Linked DNA regions of Mus musculus: region 1 is linked to region 2. The links are chromatin contacts, called in public Hi-C maps. All regions are on one chromosome and are shown on one strand. The core of a region is the stretch at or near the end of the contact, and the rest is flanking DNA. Distances in the headings are between cores, read along the strand shown.

Region 1 (5,601 bases), core at 2,734-5,233, 270 kb before region 2:
ATAATAGAATGTGCCCACTCCTCATAATAGTAAGTAAAGGCTACATGATAATAAATACAATGAGATTTCACAATTACACTAAAAAGGGAAATAGGCTTGGGACAGATTTGTTATCAAGAAAAAACATTCATTCTAGTTCAGGTTCAAGGATGAAGCCACAGTTGTGCACTATGAAAAAGTGAGCCCATGTGAAACTGTTGCTTTGAACTTATAAAGAACTTGTAGAATGAAACACTTCTTTGAACTTATTATTGACATTCTTCTGTAACTCCCCTTTTGTAACATTTTATCTGTGAGATAATTTTCTAAAGTTATTTGTTTTTTGTCTAAGAAACTATAAGAAGGCCAGAGAGAAGAAATAAAGTATGGCATTTGGGGCTCAGCCCCATTTACCAAATGTATATATGTATGTGTCTGTTTGCCTATATGTATGTATATACATACATGTGTAAGTGTATGTATATGTATGTAAGTATGCATGAACACTTGTGGAGTTGATGAGCCAGATGATTGAGCCTGATCAGTGTGTGTGTGTGTGTGTGTGTGTGTGTGTGTGTGTGTGTGTGTGTTGTCTGTGCAAATGATTTTCTTTCTTTTCCTTTCTTTTCTCTCTGGTTCAAGAAGAGCTAACAAGTCCCAAGCCTCTTGGCTGGCCAGGGAGAGGTCCCTGAGCCAGAGAGAAAACAGCTCTAGCAATTAGGTCTTTTTTTTTTTCCTCCATCTTAATCCTCTGCTGCCAGCAGGAGTTTATTACCAGAAACCAGCAACATTTAGCCACAGAATAGTAAGAAACCAGTGCTTATTAACACAAAATAGTAAGAGAGAGCTACAAGGCTAGAGATCACCAGAATTTGACCTTGGTCTGACTGTGTCCTGCCTTATACCATCCATTCTAAAGGCCAGGGCAGGTCCCGGCAGACAGGCACTTCGGACTCAGTTTTCTCATACTGTGGCAATACATTATTATAGAAATATCTTTTTTTTTTCATTTTTTTCATTTTTATTTTTTTTATTAGGTATTTTCCTCGTTTACATTTTCAATGCTATCCCAAATGTCCCCCATACCCACCCCCCCCAATCCCCTACCCACCCACTCCCCCTTTTTGGCCCTGGCGTTCCCCTGTACTGGGACATATAAAGTTTGCAAGTCCAATGGGCCTCTCTTTGCAGTGATGGCCAACTAGGCCATCTTTTGATACATATGCAGCTAGAGACAAGAGCTCCGGGGTACTGGTTAGTTCATATTGTTGTTCCACCTATAGGGTTGCAGTTCCCATTAGCTCCTTGGGTAATTTCTCTAGCTCCTCCATTGGGGGCCCTGTGACCCATCCAATAGCTGACTGTGAGCATCCACTTCTGTGTTTGCTAGGCCCTGGCATAGTCTCACAAGAGAGAGCTATATCTGGATTCTTTCAGCAAAATCTTGCTAGTGTATGCAATGGTGTCAGCATTTGGATGCTGATTATGGGATGGATCCCTGCATATGGCAATCACTAGATGGTCCATCCTTTCATCACAGCTTCAAATTTTGTCTCTGTAGCTCTTTCCATGGGTGTTTTTGTTCCCATTTCTAAGAAAGGATAAAGTGTCCACACTTTGGTCTTCGTTCTTCTTGAATTTCATGCGTTTGGCAAGAAATATCTTTTAAATTCCAAGAGACTTGAGCTTCTACTGGATCACAAAGCCAATTAATAATATACCTCGAGGTCATTTAAGACTTTACACTGCTGTCCTTCCGTATACTCAGCCTGTTTGTTTAAACTGATTTTAAGATAACAATGTAACACTCAACCATACTCAAATCTTTGGATTTCTCATGTAATTAGCTTTTATAACCTAAAATAATATGTAGATCTAATCTTAAATTATGTACCTTTTCATGCCCCTGACTCAGAGAGCAATACATGTGTGTGTATATATATATATGTATGTATATATATATATATATATATATATATATATATATATACATATATATATACACACATATATGTGTGTGTGCTATGACATTTGTTTGCTTAAAACAGCAAATAGCTTGAAAAAAACAACCATATGTAACAAATACCATAAAAATACTTTATACAGCAAATACCTGCCATAACTCCTGAAAGCAACATATGGATATCATTTGATGAGCATCTGTTTATAGCACTGAGAGCCCAAGGGTCAGTAGGGATTAGCTGGAGCACAGAGCTCAATCCCTTGTAAAACTCTGTTAAATATTTCTGTAATGTGTTCCCCATAACTCCCCTGCCATGTGATGCTTTCTTTGGTGTTCAGTAAATACAAAGCAAAAGCCCTTTGTTGGGAACGGTTGGACTTACAGTTATGCATCAGGCAGGCACAAGGATAAGACATTGGCAAAAGAGGCACATTAAATGCATAGAGACTACAGACAAGCCAGAAACCACACACTACAGATAGAAGATATGGGAAGAGAAGTGAAGAATTCATCTTGGCCTTGCTCTCAGTCAAATGAATTCAGGGAGTTCAAGACCTGAACTTTCTTTCCTTAATGAGTTACCGGCACATTTTGGTGTCTCTGAGTCTATCTTTAATACATTTAATCAACACAGTGTTCTACAGCATGGCCACATTTCATCCGTCCCCCTTCATCTCCTAGTGTGTCCTTCTAGATGAAGGACTTTACTGCAACCAAGCTAAAAGCCCTGGCTCCATCAACACACTTGAAACTTGCTGCACCCACGCCCTGCAAGAAACCTATCAAGACTCAGCAGAATTTTGCAACAGGTACATAAACCAAACTGAGTAGAACTCTTTGGATTTTCCTGTTCAAAATTAGACAGAAAGCAGGAGTCTCATCTGGAATTTTAGGACTCCCTCGTGCCTTCCTGTCTACCAGCCCGAGACTTATCTTCAGGACAGCTTCTGTCCCATCGTTCCTATTCCCAAGACACAAAGCAAACGTGTAGGCTTCTTCACAGTAGCAGACTACAAGGAAAGCGACTTGTATCTGTGAGGAAAGTTTGCTTATAGTAGCTGTGTTAGGCCCACATGTGCCGTTTGGTACATGTCATCTGTATTAAAGCTTAACTATACATATAATCTCAAATTTATGTGTAGGGCTCTCTAACCACCAAAGGAACGAGAGGCGTATTCTCCTTAACGTGTAGTAGGTCTCACCTTGTAGACCTGCACTTATATATCTTTATCTCTGGGCACCAAAGACCAGGATTAGGCAACTGCTTTTCTCTTTACTGGAATCTTTTTCTTTTCCTGTTTTGTATTTTAAATACTTTTTGGTCACTAGGTGGCTCTGAATTGCCATTGAAAACTAAGATCTTAAGAAATACTGACAAACATGTGCATTTCCTTTTGCCAAAAAATTAAAACCTTTTTACTTGAGAACACTAATCAGAATCTTCCGATATCTCCATGAACTTCTATTAACAGGCTGTATGCCCCTAACATTTGGGATTCATTTTGATAGTTTCGGTTTTAAAAGTTTTTCTGATTAGGGATGAGGTGATAGTTGTTAGGAAAGTCTTTGCTGTGGAAGCATGAGAGTGTAATGTTGAACCCCAGCTCCTAAGGAAAGCTGAGCATAGCAGTGGATTCCAGCAACCCTAGGGCTTGAGATGGGGAAGCAGGAAGACTGGCCAGCCAATAGCAGCTATAGCAGTGGGCTCTGAGTTGGCAAAGAGACATTGTCTCAAACTAAAGTGCAGAGGTATGGAGAAAGACATCTACCTCTGGCCTCTACATGCACTCACATGGGCACACATACATAAACACACACACACAAGGTGGGGGCCTTTAAGTGTATATAAGTTACCCCAGGGCTGACCAATTTTTTTAACTTTGATTTGTATGTTTTCACTGATAGAATGGCTACCTTCACTCTCAGTTGGATCTTCTGCTCTAGCCCTACTGACTGCTTGCTGCCTCTGAGACATGTCCAGACACACAACCATGCTCTTTCTTCCTAGTATGTAATTTCCCTCTCTGTTTCCAACCAATAAGCTTCCCTTTTCTCTTCTAGTCTGATGTTAAATCATTTGTCATCTGGAGTCTTCAAACATTTATGACAAGGAGCCTGGTGCAAGTGCCAAGGCCACCTCAGCTTGAAGCTCAGTTACATGGCTTGTTCACTGGCCATGAGATGCTTAGAAAGACACTTGGTTTTAATTTCTTCACCCATGAGCATCAGTGACAGAGTCCAGTGAAGTTTATGAAAGTTACTTGAAGAGGATTGTGCCAATCAAGTTTTTGTCAATTTGACACAAGCTAGGTCACCTGGGAAGAGGGAACCTCAATTGAGAAAAGCCTCTATCAGATTAGTCCTTAGGAAAGTCTCTGGGACATTTTCTTGATTAATAATTGACATGGGAGGGCCCAAGACACTATGGGTGGTGTCACCCCTGGGTAGGTGAACCTATGTTGTATAAGAATTCAGGCAGAACAAGCCAAGAGAAGCAAGCCCCTGCTGTAGCTCCTGCCTCCAGGTTCCTGCCTTGAGTTCTTGCCCTGACTTGCCTTCTTCATAAGCTCTAACTTGGAAGTGGAAATAAACCCTTCAGACTCTGAGTTGCTTTGGGTCATGGCATTCATCACAATAATAGGAGGCAAACTAGAACAAGGACTCAGAACAGTGCCTGCATCCCATGCTAAGAGAGGGAAGCATGGAATGAATACAGTCCAAGTGAGCTATAAGCAAAGCATAGTTGTTTCTTTGCGAGTATGCACACTGAATTTGAGTGTTGTGACTCATCTCTAGTCTCTCCTAGATGAAACATACATCATGCACATGAAGTGTAGGTTGGCTTTGTACACACCTGACTCTTCCAGTAGACTGTGATGGGACAAACATAATGATCAGTTGGGGTTTCATACCTCGCAAGCCCCAGTCAAGAACTTGTATGTCACCTAGCTACCATCCTTGTTTCTGCCACATTGTGGTGAATGAGAAGAGGAATCCGGAAGATTTTTCTGTGTAAAAAGGATACAAGTCTTAAGCAATAGGAAAAGAAAGGAAATTAAATGAGGTACCATAGACTATGGATTGACAACACCACACTGTTGGAGAACTACTGGCAAAGGCAAGAATCCCAGTGTAGAGTAGGCTTCTAGACTTCTAGAAGTGACATACCAGTCTCCACATTTTATGTTTTTAGACAATGATATACTATCAAGGGAAGGACAATTCATCATTCATTAGTGAATTCAGTCACCAATTGTCTCATGGAGCAAGTGATAATCTCCTGCATGTTGGCCAGTGCTTTCAGGCTTACAGACCATTCTGTGGCTTTTAAGGAGTTGCAGGTTAGCGAACAGAAATAGTAAGTCAATAAATCAGTTTAAAGAGGATTGCTAACACTGACAGGTGCCAGCCAGAATAAACTCTGTGATGAGAAAGAACACAAAGCAGAAGGGAGGTCAGAGTGGGAAGTCTGGGGCATTGATAAGGTTACATTTCATGCATTCCTGTATAAAGGGAGATAATGCGCTTTGTCATATTCTGACCTCAAAGTAAACTGGAGAAAAGAATAAGCTTGAATGAAGAACCGAGGACCGCCAAAGGTTGGTGCAGGAGCAGAGGAACGAGATGAGGTTGCGTGCAGCAGGACCACGTGATACAAA
Region 2 (5,779 bases), core at 2,888-5,387:
CTCTTCTCAGCACTGCCTTGTACTTAATCTGTAGCCTGGTTGACCCTGTGCCATGTTTCTTACTTTATAAATTAGCAAGAGCTGGCTATGCTATATTTATATCTATTAAGGCTTTGACTTTAAAGCACAAAGTGCAGAAATAATTGTGCAATAGACCAAATCCACTCTAATACATTGTACTAGACATGGCATCCTTTTCTCCTTAAAAACACTTAGTCATTTGGAGCTGTGACGAATGTTGGACCATCTAGTGATTGCCATATGCAGGGATCCATCCCATAATCAGCTTCCAAATGCTGACACCATTGCATACACTAGCAAGATTTCGCTGAAAGGACCCAGATATAGCTCTCTCTTGTGAGACTATGCTGGGGCCTAGCAAACACAGAAGTGGATGATCACAGTCAGCTATTGGATGGGTCACACGGCCCCTAATGGAGGAGCTAGAGAAATTACCCAAGGAGCTAAAGGAAACTGCAACCCTATAGGTGGAACAACAATATGAACTAACCAGTACCCGGGAGCTCTTGTCTTTAGCTGCATATGTATCAAAAGATGGCCTAGTCGGCCATCACTGCAAAGAGAGGCCCATTGGACTTGCAAACTTTATATGCCCCAGTACAGGGGAACGCCAGGGCCAAAAAGGGGGAGTGGGTGGGTAGGGGATTGGGGGGGTGGGTATGGGGGACCTTTGGGATAGCATTGAAAATGTAAACGAGGAAAATACCTAATTAAAAAAAAAACACTTAGTCCATAATCATTCATGACATAACAAAGACTCTCAAAAAACCTTTTATGTTTATAATCTTCAAGTTTTGCTTAACAGTATCCAGGAGTTTTCACTAATAACTTTTACTCAAATCCATTCCATTCTTTTCTTCTTCAGCAGTCAGCAGAGCCTGGTAGTACAGGTCTATGAACCTGCTATTTAGAAGGCTGAGGCAGGAGAATCATAAATTTAAGGCCTACACTAGCTCATGAGATTCTGTCTTAAAATAAAAACAGAAATGGGGTACAGGTTGGGGTCAGCAGAAGTGCCTCAAAAGCGGTAAATACATTTGTTTAGCAAGTGTAAGGGTGCTTTGGGTACACTCCTAGTTACAAAGAGGTGGGAGGAGGGGGAGGAGGGGAAGGAGGGGGAGGAGGGGAAGGGAAGAGGAGGAGCCTCAGTAGCAATGAATCTTAAGTGGGGTAGACTTAAGTGAGTGTGGGAGTCATCCAGAAAAGAAAGTAAATATTTCACGTCCATTTCTTCGTGTCTTAATAAGCTATATCTTTACCTAAAGGGGCAATAAATATCTATAGTTTTTATTAAGGAACAGCCTTCAGAATTAAGAGTAAAATAAAGAATCCTTGTTTGGCACACTGAATTATCATGGAATAAATTAAAATCTTTGCTTTTTTTTTGTTTCACACAGTCAGCCCTTCCTGCCAATCTTTTCTAAAGGAGAAACCAGTGCAAGAAGTGACTTGGCTACAGGAGGTGGCTTCTTCTGGTGTCACTTTCTAGAGAACCCCTTCTCTCCAGCCCCACCAGCCCCGCCCCGCCCCGCCCCGCCCCGTCCCGCCCCACCAGCCCCGCCCCGCCCCACCAGCCCCGCCCCGCCCCGCCAGTCCCCACCCAGCACAGCAGCTGCAGATTTCCCCTCATTCTCTGGGGCCTCCAGCCCTTCCTCCTGCCTCTCCCTGGGGCCTCCAGCCCTTCCTCCTGCCTCTCCCTGGGGCCCCCAGCCCTTCCTCCTGCCTCTCCCTGGGGCCTCCAGCCCTTCCTCCTGCCTCTCCCTGCCCTGATCCTGATGTCCCCATTGTTCTCCCCATCCCCTCTCCCACCTAGTTCCCTTCCTTCCTCTGCCTCCTATGACTATTTTATTCCCCCTTCTAAGCGAGACTCAAGCATCCTCACTTGGGCCTTCCTCCTTTAGGTCCATGGGGGAGTATCATGGGTATACTGTACTTTATGGCTAATATCCACTTATCAGTGAATACACACAGTACATGCTCTTCTGAGTCTGGGTTACCTCACTCAGGATGACATTTTCTAGTTCCATTCATTTGCCTGCAAAATTCATGATGAATAGCTGCATAGTATTCCATTGTGTAAATGTGCTACATTTTCTTTATCCATTGTTCAGTTGAGGGATATCTAGGTTCTTTCCAGTTTCTGGCTATTACGAATAAAGCTGCTATGAACATAGAGGGGCAGATTGTCCTCAGGTTATGGTGGACTATGTTTTGGGTATATGCCCAGGAGTGGTATAGTTGGGTATTTAGGTAGAACTATTTCCAATTTTCTAAGAAACCTCCTGTAGCCAGGCAGGATCCCCAGTGGAGGGACAAGGATGCCAACCCACTCACAAAACTTTAAACCCAAAATTTGTCTGTTCTAAAAGCAATACAAGGACAAAGATGGAGCAGAGACTGAAGGAGTAGCCAACTTGAGACCCATCCCGTGGGCAAGCACCAATCCCTGGCACTATTAACGATACTCTGTCTGTTGTGCTTGCAGACAGGAATCTAGCACAACTATCTTCTGAAAGGCTCTACCCAGCATCTGACTGAAACAGATGCAAATACCCGCAGCCAAGCTTTGGATGAAGGTCAGGGACTCTTATGGAAGCTGGGGGAAGGATTGAAGATGGTGAAGGGAACAGGGACTCCACAGGAAAACCAACAGACTCAACTAACCTGGACCCTTGGCAGCTCTCAGAGACTGAGCCACTAGCCAAAGAGCTTATATGGGCTGGAGTGAGGCCCCAGCACATAGGGCTGCCTTGTCTGGCCACAGTGGGAGAGAATTCACCTAACCCTGCAGAGACTTGATGCGCTGGGGTGGAGGGATGGCATTTAGAGAGATGATACCCAGGGGGAAGGCCTACCCTCTCAGAGGAGAAGGGGAGGGAAGGGGGAAGAGACTCTCTGAGGGGGTGAAGCAACATTTGAGATATTAATTAATTAATTATAAAAGACTAAATGAAGTAACATGGGAAGTCAGTATAAGTCTCTTTCAATTCTTAAGTCTTTTCACCGTTATAAATACTTTATTGACCTATCATTATATATATTTGTAGGGTCAGTGTGATAATTTGATACATGTATGCAAAAGGTCCAATATGCTAATCATCACTTGATCTCCTTAAGCATGTATTACTACTGGTTGAGATGTCTCTTCGATCCTAGGTTTTTTTCTTTTGTTTTGTTTTTGTCTGTTTATTTTGTTTTGTTTTTTTACAGAACATATGGTAATAGCGCTTGAGAAGCTGGGACAGAAGAATCACAAGTTTGAGGGCTATTTAAGATAAATAACGAGACCTTGCCTCAAAAAAAAAAAAAAAAAAAAAGTTTAAGTTGTGAAAAAATAGTCACTCACATATTCTGCAAGATATGAGAAGACTAGTTCTTCCTATGAAGCTTCTTTTTTGGTACTATTGCCTAAGCGCCTTCAGAGCACCTCTGATCTCTCCCCTCCTTCACTGTTTTTGTTTACAGAGATTAAAGAAAATTTATATTTCTAAAGGTGTAAACTGGCTACTTCTTCTGGCTAATACTTGCTGCCACCTACTGGCCAAAGCACAGAACTGCAATGAATAAATGACCAAGAGCGGGAATGGTGAATTCTATAGTAGCATTTGTGTGTAGCAGAGAGAAGGTATTAAACAGAACCGTGCCTTAAAAAAAAAAAAAAAGTCTATCCCACATTAAGAGAAGGAAAATATGTATCTGATTTGCATCTGCCCAGAGGATAAATACCTTGCCTGCTCAACTATTCCTTTATTCCAAGTTCCTCCTCATAGCTACAAAATTGTAAAGTTGTAGAGATCATTTCTTAACTACAATGATAATATTTCCTAAGATGTTATCTTAAGGAATACTGGTTCTTCTTGACAAGAAATTGAAAATTGGTGAGAATTACAGAGCTTAAATGTAGTATTTTTATTAACATGAAAAAATGCAAGTGTTAGTTTTAAACTAAAGAGTTCACGTAAAAATCCAGATTGTCATTTTCTGTCAGAAAACTGGATCAATGGACCCCTGTGGGCTCTGTTTCTACATGGCAATGGCAGGACATGGCTGAGCTTCTCAGAAGAGACAGGAGCTTTTCTGCCCATCACAGTCCTTACCACTTCCTGTTACCACCATAGCAGAAGCCCAACCGTCAGTAACCAGTCATTAATGTTCTCCATTATAATACTTTCCTATGGAGACTTTTCTTTTAACCTGTGTAGAGCAGAGCTGTCTAGCTGTCCTCTCATGAATACTTCTACTTTTTGTCAGGAACTGACATCAACTGTCATCAGGAATGACACAGATCGCACTAAAGACCCCATTTCTCTCTTTTCACACATTAGTAAGCAAATACATGGGAAAATTTGTTGTCAAACTTCTGAGACTCATTAAAGATGATTGACTCAACTCTACAGAATCACTCTCACAAACCCCCAACACACACACACACACACACACACACACACCCTTCCATTCATACCAACACACACACATATCCACACACATACACACACACTCTTCCATTCTCACATATACCCTTCCATTCACACACACACATACACATACACACACACACACCCTTCCATTCTTTCCTTGCCCTCTGTCTTCCTGTTCAAAGAAAGACATGAATGATGACAGGGGTGTGGGGCACTCTCCTGGATCCTAAGATTAGGGGAGGATGAAGGTTCAGGGCTCAATTTTAGGAAGATAGATGTAAAACACAAAGACACACACACACATATACACACACATACATACACACACATACACACACATACATACACACACATACACACACATACACACACATACATACACACACATATACACACATACACACACATACACACACATACATACACACACATACACACACATACATACACACACATACACACACACATACACACACACATACACACACACATACATACACACACACACATACATACACACACATACACACATACACACACATACATATACACACACTTACATACATACACACATATACACACATACACACATACACACACATACACACATACACACACATACACACATACACACACACATACACACATACATACACACACATACACACACATACATACACACAGATACACACACATACATACACACACATACACACACATACATACACACACATACACACACACACATACACACACACATACACACACATACACACACATACATACACACACATACATACACACACATACACACACAAACCCTGATAACCATGAAGCTAACAAACTAGTGCACATGTTCTAATTGACAGAAATATAGAAGTATTTCATATGAGCCAGCTATTCAAATTTTCTCTCAAAAATACTAAATTCAGTCTCAATGAACATATAACATTTTTAATGACACTGAAACAATTAAAGTCTGAGAGGCCTGTGTGCAACAAGAAAAATGTAGACTAGAGCCAGCAAGACGACTTAGCAAGTAGAGTCTCTTGCTTCCTAGCCTGACAATCTGAGTTTAATTCCTGAGATCCATGAAGTAGAAATAAATAACTGAGTCTATGAGAAAAGTTAGTTTATTGCTTATATGTGTGACTTATGAAAATTCCCAGGGCATAGGCAGAATAAAGCCAGCTTCTTTGCCAAAACACCACAGAAAGGACCCCTAGCCCAGTTGCTAATGGAGTCTTTGTTCCCTCTGAAACTTCATAAAGCCAAGTCTCTACTGTGTGCGTTTCTCTCAGGAGTCTTATCTCTCTAGGAACTGAGTATATGAAGAAAAT

The links. A called contact is a pair of places that touch in the nucleus more often than the background predicts.
Region 1: a Hi-C map of the HPC-7 cell line shows a contact between it and region 2, with 5 times the contacts expected there. A contact is called at or near these places in 10 of 484 Hi-C or Micro-C datasets (the 3T3-L1 cell line, the HPC-7 cell line, cerebral cortex and 6 more) and 1 of 130 datasets of targeted methods (hippocampal excitatory neurons).

The regions. Positions count from the first base shown.
Region 1 is chr19:17,069,078-17,074,678 of GRCm38.p6, reverse strand. The region is part of intron 6 of Prune2 (prune homolog 2); the gene reads right to left. Among named protein-coding and RNA genes, the nearest start is that of Prune2, 120 kb to the right of the region's middle.
Region 2 is chr19:16,800,664-16,806,442 of GRCm38.p6, reverse strand. No RefSeq gene overlaps it. Among named protein-coding and RNA genes, the nearest start is that of Vps13a, 23 kb to the right of the region's middle.